Linked DNA regions of Zea mays: region 1 is linked to region 2. A link is a contact called in public Hi-C data. All regions are on one chromosome and are shown on one strand. Each heading gives the region's core, a stretch centred on a gene start, on an enhancer-like site or on the middle of the called end of the contact. The rest is flanking DNA. Distances are from core to core; before and after follow the strand shown.

Region 1 (5,347 bases), core at 850-3,349, 610 kb before region 2:
TTACCCAAGTATACTAAGAGCACACTGAAACTCTGATTCAACGCAACCATGCATTTGACTCATTTTAGAGAGAATTGAGCGTTTTCTTGAGAGAAACTATGTCGTTTTGATTCTTGCGTTCTCTTCTTTGCTCGTGTGTGTGGTGTTGCTGCTCTTGTACTCTTGTGTGTGTTTCTACTCACTCCTTACTTTTGTGCCTTGATTGAGATCATTGTGTAAGGCGTGATAGACTCCAACTTGTGAAGATTCCTCGCAAAGGGATTTGATATAAGGAAGAATAACGTGATACTCAAGTTTGATCTTTGGATCACTTGAGAGGGGTTGAGTGCAACCCTTGACCGAAGGAGGTCACCACAACGTGGAGTAGGCATTGGCCGAACCACGTAATAAAATCGACGTGTCTCTTGTGCATTTTCTTTATTGCGATTGTTGTCTTCCAAGAGTTCTCATATTTTACTTGCATTGTTGTTCCTAAGTTTAATACACATATCCAAGGAACAATCAAGTGAAGAGTTCTCTTCTCCTCTCCATCTCTTCTCATAACAACTTGGTTTTAGTTTTCACTAACACTCATCATAAACCAAGTTTGTCTTGTTCAGAGTTGATTTTTGCAGGATCACCTATTCACCCCCCTACAGGTGCTCTCAGGTCTAAGTGACCTTCAAGATTAAGAAGCACTCAAACTGTCAAAGTGACCGTTTGAGAGAGGAAATGGTTGAAAGAGACCAAGACAACGTGGCCTCCTTAATGGGGAGTATGTTATTTGTAACCGAACCTCGGGAAACAAATCATTGTATTCATTTGTGTTATTCATTACCTCATGATTTGATTCTTCCTCTCCCCTCTCTCTAAGTTCTCTTGTTTTCGATCTTTTTTGAGTTAGCTCCCACAGTTATCTGCATTGATTGAGCAACTCATAGCAAGAAAAACTCTCTTACGTACTATGATTTCGTTATTACTCATTTCTAATCCTAACAATGGGTGAAGTTTATGTTCAAAATTTATAATTTTCAGGTTTTGCCTATTCACCCCATCTAGACGACTTTCAAGTGGGCTTACAACGAGGTTGAGGGTTGTGTTCAGTACTGCTTCGTCCTCCGTTATACCCCTCCCCTTTAGGCTTAGTTTGGATACTCTAGTAATGAGTGGGATTGGAGTGGATTGACATGTATTGAGAGAGTATTTGATCTATTGGGGATTTACACCCTCTCCAATCCCTCCAAAACACTCTAATCCTAAAGTATCCAAACTAGGCCTTACGGTGTATGAGCCACTGTAGATACTCCGGTGATGAGGTCTCCGCGACTGGAATTGAATGGCCCGCGAATCAGTGAGGGTATGTCCGTGGGGGCACACGGGTGTTCCATCGTGTCTGCTAGAGACCTTTTGGTATTGTATGTACGGTCTGGACATAGTTTGGTGGTGTTGTGTCTTGTCGTGCCGTCGTGGGCCCACAGCGTCGGTCCGGGTTCCTTCCTCACGGATCCGTTCGGCAGGGACTATTAGATGAATTTTTCACCCTATGCATCACCGGACGTGGTGTGGAGAGAGCTATATGTCTCACTATATGGGGTGTGTTGTGGAGGAAACTATTAGATGACTTTTTCACCCTATGTATCATCGGACGTGGGGTGGAGGAAACGTTGGAGTTGGCCTTAGAAGGCGAGGGGGCCACCATAGGAATGGCGGGGAAAGGAGTCAAGGCCACGGGGTATATGTAGAGATGACAATGTGCTCCAAATTGTACACTACACAATTTAAGGATCGAACAGATTAACATCGGACTCTATTTCGATTTATTTTTAAATGAAAAATATTTAAAGACTCAAATAAATTGTGAAGTATTTGGTTCGCGATCTATTACCGCCCATAGGTACATGAGGGCAATAAAGAGGCGGAGGGCAACGAGACAAGCTCCTATTCGCTACGATTTAAAACCAACTGTTTAAACTGCTGCAGCTACAATTCATAAAGACAAAATACTGTAGAAAAAATAAAAGCCAATGGATCAAAGCCGCACAAATAGAGAAGTGAAGATGGTGGCTGTAGCCTGCTTGCCGGCTTTGGGTACTACAGATCATGTGGATTCAGCTGACGGCTGCTGAAATTTGGTCGAAAGCTACTCTTGCCAAACAGCAACAGAAACTATCTATGGGCAGCCTGCTGTCTATTCGTCTGAATCGAAATAGATTATAGGGAATTAAATTCATTCCTAATCAAAATTAAATAGAAGATAATTTAATCCTCTTCTATCTAGACACAACAGAACAAGATCTCGGTAGATATCCTGCGAGACTTTACTTCAGGGTGCTTGCGTTTGGATTGAAAGAGATTGAAGGTAATTAAATTCATTCCTAGTCAAAATTGAATAGAAGATAATTTAATCCTTTTCCATCCAGACACGACTATACTTCAGGGTCGCAAATTCGATACAAACAAACGCATCTAGAAAATAGTAGTACAAATCCAGACAGGGGAAAAAACCCGGAACTTCGTGTATTCAGGGGTGTATGGTAAAAATGTCACTCGGTATTAATATTACAACTAGTAAAATAAGTTCAAATGGAAATGGACATTAAATTAAGGGGAGCCCTCCTCCGGCATATTCAACCTCCTGAAATAAGAACAAGAAAAAAGAAACCAGTTTAGGCAACCAATATAAGCTGGGTGAGCGGAATAGTACAGTTGTCAACCTGAAATGTATCTCAATCAGAGGTCATGGATTAAATAGGGTTCACATATAAAAGTTCGCCTTTAGTCATCATCGAAAGATTGTCACATTTAATTTCATTAAGCAAACTTGCACTCTAACAAAATGTTTCACTGGCAATATAACTATACAGGTAGTTCCATTGTAATTGTGCAGAAAAGGAACAACCTCGCAATGTTTTCAAACAAATGTTCTCTGGGATTGGCCGATTAGATGATTTTCAGGCAGTTCATACATAGTGCCAAAGGTGCATCATGACAAAGATGAGACTATTTCATCTGATAGCAAAGCGAGTGCAAGCAACTATTAACGACTAATACCAGTTTACAGCACACCAAATAACAGCTGGCAATATACAGATAAGTAATACAGAGTTACACACTTCTACTTACAGCACACAGCTAACAATTACTAAAGCGAACAATACTTTGAAACTATCATAAAAAAACCTAAAGATGACTGAACAATGTCAAAAACTGAACACAGAGTCAGGGAATTTAGTTCATATAGTATCAGGTTATCAAAAGCATACCCGAGCAGGAGCCAGAGAAGACACCCAATCTGATGGATTTGTTGGAAGAAGGCCCAATGTATTAAGCTGTGGAAACAATATATCAGAAATTCAAATGCTTAGAGAAATACAAGATAACTCTGTATAACTAGACATGTGAAAGAGCTCACCTTCCATATACCCAATCCCATGGCAGCCAAATTGAGGGCAATAAAGAGCAACTTAGGAGCAATAGTATCCACCCTTGGGTCCTTAAATGGTTCAAAAACTGCAAAGAAAACAACTGTTGCTAAGAAAAATAATCAATGCTGAATTGCTTAGAACTAAGCTATCACTTGGTTTGGAAGGACTACAATATATGCTTGATTGGACCTAAGAAATCAACTGAAGCATCCCAAGCTAGTATACTTCTTGTTTCCAAGAGAACTTTAGAAGCGTGAAGATTGACAGAAGAAAAACACTTTCCATATCAATGAAATCACATTGGTCATCTTGTTCTAGTTTTTTATTTGCAATTTTAGCTGTTCATCTCTTCATAAAGCACACCCATAACTTTGTAAACATATCGCCACATTATGGACCAAAAGCAAACAATTTAAGCGTGATTAATTGTATTTCAACACACATTGCGTTCAGCCAACTCCGTTGTTCTGTGTTCCATGTGCTGACTAACATAACACAACCCAACAGCGTATGAGTGAAATACATGGCTATTGTTACACTAGATGTACTGTTGCAAATAAAATTTACAATATCACAATAATTTTTAGAGCATAAGACAACCTTATTGCACTCCAATGAAGATTTCTAAGTCAATCTGTACGTGCAGAATTTTCAGCTTTCAATAAGCCATGAAGTGGTGCTAACATTGCATTCTTTTATGGGAGGGATACCAAATATTTTAAAGAAAGTGCACCAACGGAAGACTGAAGAGAAACAATGATGTCCTACAAAAGTGTATTACTAGAGAAAAGCAAGACAATCACGAAAAATTTAGCCAACCCATGATATGCATGTGCTTTATGCTATTCATTCACCAAGTTCACAGTGATGATAATTATGGGCAGCATCTTAAAAGGTACCCATATGCCTTGTTTCTGGAAAACACATGCCTTGTTTCTGGAAAACACATTCTTGTCTGAATTGTACATTTGCAATAGTATATATGTTATAGAATCAGTAAATACAATAATTCATAGGAACTCAATTTTTGCCTTAAGAAATGATTAACATTGTGTATGATTTACAAACTGTACAAGGGTTAGACGCATAAACCATCATACTTCTCAAAACTAAAAAGCACGCCTAAAAGTTAGTTGGACATCCAGAATGACTCAACATGATCACACGTTGAGTGTTGTGTGTTCCTAGATGATTTAACATGAAGGCTTAAAAATCTCTACTACTTATTAAAACGGTAAGGGGTAGGCTACCCATTCCGTGTTCTGTCATTCTCATTCCCACCTTCCCGCACTTTCTCATTCTCCTCTCTCTGCAAAGCCCATTCCCATTCCCGGTTGTCATTCTGTGTTCTGCCAGTGTTCTGTCATTCCCATTACCCCCTCCCCGCACTGTCTTTCTCATTCCCCCATCCCCGCAAATCCATTCTCATTCCCACGTGTATCCCACGCCTAGCTAAAATTAAATTAAAAAAAACATAAATGTGGCCCAATGGGATTCGAACCTGCGACCCCTCAAGCAAATGTGATCGTAGCAACCACTACACCACATGTGTGTTTATGTCAATACCTGTTACAGTAAAAATATCTACTACATCTCTCCCAAAGCTCACATGCTACCTTTGCACAATGTGTAGTAGTAGATAATTATCAACGAGATTCCTGAATTATATTTTTGGATTGAGCGAGTAGTATTTAAAGAAGAGCCTTTCATGCAATTTCTTTTGTTTGAATAATGTTTTCAACTTAAATTCTTTTTATATGTGTGACATTTATTCTCCGTAATATTTTTCCATGGATCTTACTCGTGAGTCATTTTCATAAACCAACGCCAAAAATGAATCCATGTTTCTTACTTGGGAACCCCGAACAAACACCACTGACAGAAGGCGCTCGCGTTGGCATCGCTCATCGACGACGAGAAGAAGCTTGGCGACTGCCAGTTCG
Region 2 (5,332 bases), core at 40-2,539:
TACCATATCAATAACATGTGATTAAGTGGTTTTCGTAAAGATGGCAAAGAATTAAGAGCCCCCCTTAGAAGAGATTGTCTCCAGCAAGTGCAGAGATAGATAAACTCGTACAAACTACACATGGTAAACCCCATTCAAGTGCGACCTTGAGCAGAACGTGGTGGCAGATCATAGCACTCCTTGGCCAGGCGGACACACTGCAACCAATGCAGCACCTCCGAATTCGGGTCCTTCTCCGGAACCACATCTCTAACAGTAATCTGGATCGCACCACGATACGAGGCGATCTTCCCTCGCACCCTCAAGAGGGTGCCTAGACGCACCTCCTCTGACATTTTCAGCGCCATCTCTGCAGTAGGATCATGGTCTGACGATGGCCCAGAGGACGTCCTAGCATTCAAGTACTGGTGGTTCAGCCACAGGATGCACGGCACACACCCAGTGCCGTCGTCGACCAGGAAGCGGAGGAACTTCTCCCTGCGGTCACGCGAGACGACGACTCCGACGAGCTCCGCACGCGCAACCCTACGGCCGCAGCGGAGGAACGTCGTCGGAGAGGTGTGCCGTACGGTTAAGGAGAGAAGGTCCGCGGCGAGAATCTTGACGTGCACGAGATGGAGAGGTTGGTCCATTCTGCCAGTTTCAGGAGAGAGATGTTACAGCCTTACACACAGGAGCTCCGATGCTGTTTACAAACAGGATGAACACAGACCGCCTGCATTGATGACTGCTCATCCAAATCACAGGGAACAATATGCACTGCTGATTCCCATTTCCTATCGAATGCCAAAGTAGATAGCTACCATCGGCCTGTATCAATCCACGCGGTTTCGGTTTGATTCGGTCGGCCCTTCCTTCGAACAGCTAAGTGCAGTTCAAAATCCCCCCCGAACCACCATAGCCCCATAAAACATAAAATAAACTGCCGACAGAGAAGAGCCAACGAAGGATGAATCCTTACTCAGAATTACACGAGAGGCGGAAGCGATGGAGCGGGAAGGGCTTAGCATCGACGCCGGACCGCCGCGCGCACGAGAGGCGCGGTGGCGACCGGGAGCTTGGTGAAGACGCAGCACGCGGACGCAGCGCCGGCGAGTTGGCGGCCGCTAATAAGGAGCGCCTGAGCGAGACGTGCAAGTGCAACGGCCCATCTGAGATAACGGCCTGGGCATATGGCAGCCTGCTCGCAGCCCAATGGAGCCACAGCCCATTGAAACACGAGGCCCAAGTCAAAGGAAGGTACCAGCGACATGCTTTCGTTGGACTCTCCGCCGGGCGCCGGAGAGGCGGGGACCGGCGAGTCCACCATCCCATTCCCGTACCACCCGCTTCTTCCAACTCCAACTCTCCAAGGCGCTGTGCTGGCTGCTGGCCTGCTGCTACCGACTGCCGCAACTGCTCCGCATCCCGGCCTTGATTAGCAGCAGTTACGCCCGCGCAGGACAGCGGCCTTGATTAGCGAAGTATTCCTTTGCCCTACCTCTCTCCCTACCCCGTTCCGACGCGGCGGCCGTTGAGCACCTGCCCGGAAGCTATAGCTTCGGCCATGGCCCAAGATGCCGGCGACGGCGGTGGGGAACTCCCGCCGCCCGTAAAGAAGAAGTCACCGGCGGAGGAGGAGGCCGAGAAGAGGTCAGTCCCAGTTCGCCCCCTCGGGGTTCCGAAGCATGCAGGGTCGAATTGCGGGACTTAGTATTTGTTTCCATTATTAATCCGGCTGTAGAATTTTGCAATTCAGACATTCCTTTCGTTCGTTGAACTACTGCTGCTTGCTTGTGATCACGCCATGTTTCTGTTGCACTGCAGGAGGAAGAAGCTTACACCTGGGAGCTTAATGAAGGGCATTATACGGTCTGGGAGCGGTGATGCCACCCCTGCAGAGGGCGATCAGGTTGAAAGGACTGCCTGCCCTCTCTGCCTTCATATATCGTGCAATGAAATTGTGGAAGTGCATACAATCAGGAACGTGTGTTTCCCTCTGCAGCCGAACCACTGTTTGATGTTGATTGATGAGCAAGGACGTTTGGAACTTTAGTTGTACTTGATCGAGTAAATCATCCAACAATTTGTGTAATTGGCTATTGGTTCTTACATAGAATGACCCTATTTGTGGCACAAGTTTTTGGTGTAATGCCGAGATCATCCATTAACTGACATTTTCTATTGTGTCCTGTAAATACACATTAACAGAACTTATCCTAATGGTCAAATGAAACTCTTGTGTTGGATTGTTCATACATACTACATATAGCACATATTCCTTTTTTTTTCAGGACTACACATTTTACACTGTTGATGGCAGCACTTTTTGCTGACCCTCATAATGGCTTTTGCACAGTCCTGTTTTTATTACTGTGGACATGAGGAATTTTAGATGGTCAGATTAAATATATCTCATTGTAATAATTGTGCAGGTTATACTTCATTGCACTACTCGGACAATTGATGGTATCGTTGTAAATTCTACAAGAAGGGAGCATGGAGGTGTTGCATCATCTCTGAGCACATTTCACCACTATGTATACTGCAGTATCTATAAATATTGTTGCTTCCATATCCTGTTTTCATATTAATTATAGTATGGTTTCCTCCTCTGTTGATGAGGTTGCGTGCTTGCATTTCACAACTCAACTTAAATTTTATGTCGCAAGCATCCTGTTTTGTGCTGTGTTCATTAGCCATGTGTGCGGTTTGGAAAACACCTGTCCTGTATTGTGCATCCTCTAGAACAATATAATAGATCACTATGTCTTTTCTGTAGTACTTTTTTATCTGATTCTTTTCTGTAATATTTGTATCTTACAACAAACTGCCGCATGAACTTTGCACCCCAAATGGTTGTCCCATCTATATGACTACCCAATTCAATTATTGAGCCTTCAAATCATCTTCGTTACTATTGTTATAATTTACAGGTAAAGGAATCCCACTCAGATTTGTTTTAGGGAAGAGCAAGATGATCCTAGGCTTTGCTGAAGGCTTCCCAACAATGCTGAAGGGTGAAATTGCTATGGTATGGTATTTCTAATACGAAGACACTACTCAGTTTCATGGAGAATGCAGCGATTTGAAAATGCACATGTTAACAATAATACATGCGCATATTGTTTAGTCATTTTTGTCTCTTTTTCTTACTCACTTATATTCTTTTTTTCAGTTCAAAATGCAGCCTAAAATTCACTACGCTGAGGACGATTGTCCAGTTGCAACTCCAGATGGCTTTCCGAAGGATGATGAACTTCAATTTGAGATTGAAATGTTGGATTTCTTTAAAGCCAAGGTTAATCTCATTAAATGATGACTAGAGTATGGCTTCAACTGATGTATATTTCATTGATGTCAGAGAACTTCTGGTCCTTGTCTGTTTTTTTTTAAAATATCTACAGCGTGGTATGATTTCAAAAACATTATGCAATATACAAAAAGTAATACCGTCAATACAAGTAAGGCTCACTGTGCAAGATATCAGGGTATCAAATTTGGTTGTTTGTGTGCCGTATCATTTTTTGTTTTTACTTCTTAATAATTTAGTATATAGTTTTTTTTCAGTGTCCCATTCAGTAGCACAGCACAATTATATTTATCACATAAGAAACTGTAACTATTTATTAATAGTAATGGTTTGGTTTTCTATTTTATCTGGATAATATCACATCCAATATGAAAGCTGTTGAGGTTAACTATTACATGAAAACAAACCCTTTTAGTGCAATTCTGGTATTGATTCCCTTAAACTCTTTTGCCAGGTTGTTGTCATAACTGAGAAACACATTTTCTCTCCTGCTGTCTTGATGATTTTTTGATTCCATGGCTGATGTACAACATGGCATGTAAAGATTTTATTTGCTACTTTTGATTAATTACTCTGCTTATTTTCTTTGTCAGGTTGTGGCAGATGATTTAGGGGTTGTAAAGAAGGTGAACAGCTTTCCTATCTCATTGCAGCAAAAATATTTTTTCTCTCGCTTTTCTTGGATCACCGGTTTGACATTTCTTTTACTTCTGAAAATTAGTACTCTCTCCCTTCCAAATTGTAAGTCATTTTGGATTTTTTCTAGATACATTACTATGTATCTAGACATAAAATATATCTAGGAGCATAGAGAAAGCTATGTACCCAGAAAAGCCAATACGATTTGCAATTTGGAACAGGGAGAGTATTGCTAAATTAATCATGCATAGTCTTTTTCTTTAAACGTTATTGGTGCCGTTCCATATAGTGGTCTATTATGTGAAGCTGGATGCTTCAGCTATGTGACAAAACTGTTTTTCCTTTGAATGCTGCAGATAGTTGAAGAAGGGAAGGGATGGGAAACACCTAGAGAGCCATATGAAATAACAGCACGGTAAATATTTCAGTTTCAAATTTGCAGAAAAATACTCGTCTAATCACCTATGTGTTGGCTGTATTGAGGTATTTGGGCATGGTTTTCTTTTGTTGTGTTAGCCATTTAATCTCTGTGACATAGATAAGTTAGTAGATTTGATGATACAAACATCTAATGATTAATTTGAATGGAAAGTTAAGTGGGCCGATTAATGCTGAGTTGCATTAGTTGTTGCACCAGCCTTCACAAAATGCTTTAAGGTACTAGGGGTTCCAGTTTACTCATCCAATTAAACTAATACAGATCCTCAAAGCAAGAAGAGGATGCAAATGAACTATACTAACGAAGACCTAGAACACTGCTAGGTATACATATGCATGATGCATCCCTTCCTGTGACTAATACAGTAATATAAAAAACTCGACATGCGGTGGGGGGGGGGAGCCCTAGGCATTGTATTAAGAAGACCTTCTAACCCTAGCCTGAAATTCCCTCCCACAGGGAGTTGAACTCAGGTACTCAGACCACCTAACCAACTCAGCTAGAGGCCCTTTCGCTCTGTTGCAGTAATATATTCTTGGACCTCAACAATTTGCTAGTACAAGCACCATTGGAAATTAAAATATTTGAATAAACCAGTATAAATGTCAGTCTTCCTGTACTTTACACTGCATTCTTATCTTCATTGCCTGCTGCAATTATTATTTCTGTTTAAATAGTTATGTAAGACTAATAACTTCATACATGTAATCTATGATCATAATGTTTTTTCAGCTGCCTAAATATTATCTGAACTAACATGTCCAGGATAACTGCAAGAACAGCAGATGGAAAAGAAATTATTCCGAGTAAAGAAGAGGCATATTTCTTCACTATTGGTAAATCTGAGGTCTGTGATATTCTTATGAAATATGAATAGGAACATATGGTATCTGCTTCTTAGCAGTATAAAGATACATAGTGTTTTCATTCAGACTCTTTTATTGTAAAATACTGTATACTTT

What was found. Hi-C and Micro-C count contacts between places; a contact is called where the count stands out from the background.
Region 1: a Hi-C map of ear shows a contact between it and region 2, with 2.1 times the contacts expected there. The contact joins the enhancer-like site here to the promoter of LOC100282570 in region 2. A contact is called at or near these places in 2 of 25 Hi-C or Micro-C datasets (ear and tassel).

Annotation. Positions count from the first base shown.
Region 1 is chr9:133,920,948-133,926,294 of Zm-B73-REFERENCE-NAM-5.0, reverse strand. It overlaps LOC100381640, which reads right to left. Exons shown (of 6, transcript NM_001174455.1): 4 at 3,392-3,489; 5 at 3,243-3,308; 6 at 2,476-2,614. The coding sequence ends at 2,576. Among protein-coding and RNA genes, the nearest start is that of LOC100381640, 4.4 kb to the right of the region's middle. Within about 2 kb of position 2,099, at least 2 of the 20 cell types and tissues checked have an H3K27ac peak or open chromatin away from gene starts, as enhancers often do. A contact at or near this core is called in ear, where this site is marked.
Region 2 is chr9:133,313,989-133,319,320 of Zm-B73-REFERENCE-NAM-5.0, reverse strand. LOC100282570 (peptidyl-prolyl isomerase PASTICCINO1) reads left to right here and starts at 1,289. Exons shown (of 20, transcript NM_001155478.2): 1 at 1,289-1,632; 2 at 1,807-1,891; 3 at 2,415-2,484; 4 at 2,916-3,013; 5 at 3,158-3,280; 6 at 3,886-3,918; 7 at 4,288-4,346; 8 at 5,136-5,217. The coding sequence starts at 1,547. LOC100285101 (OB-fold nucleic acid binding domain containing protein) reads right to left here and starts at 1,082. Exons shown (of 2, transcript NM_001157996.2): 1 at 962-1,082; 2 at 1-633. The coding sequence starts at 632. The coding sequence ends at 135.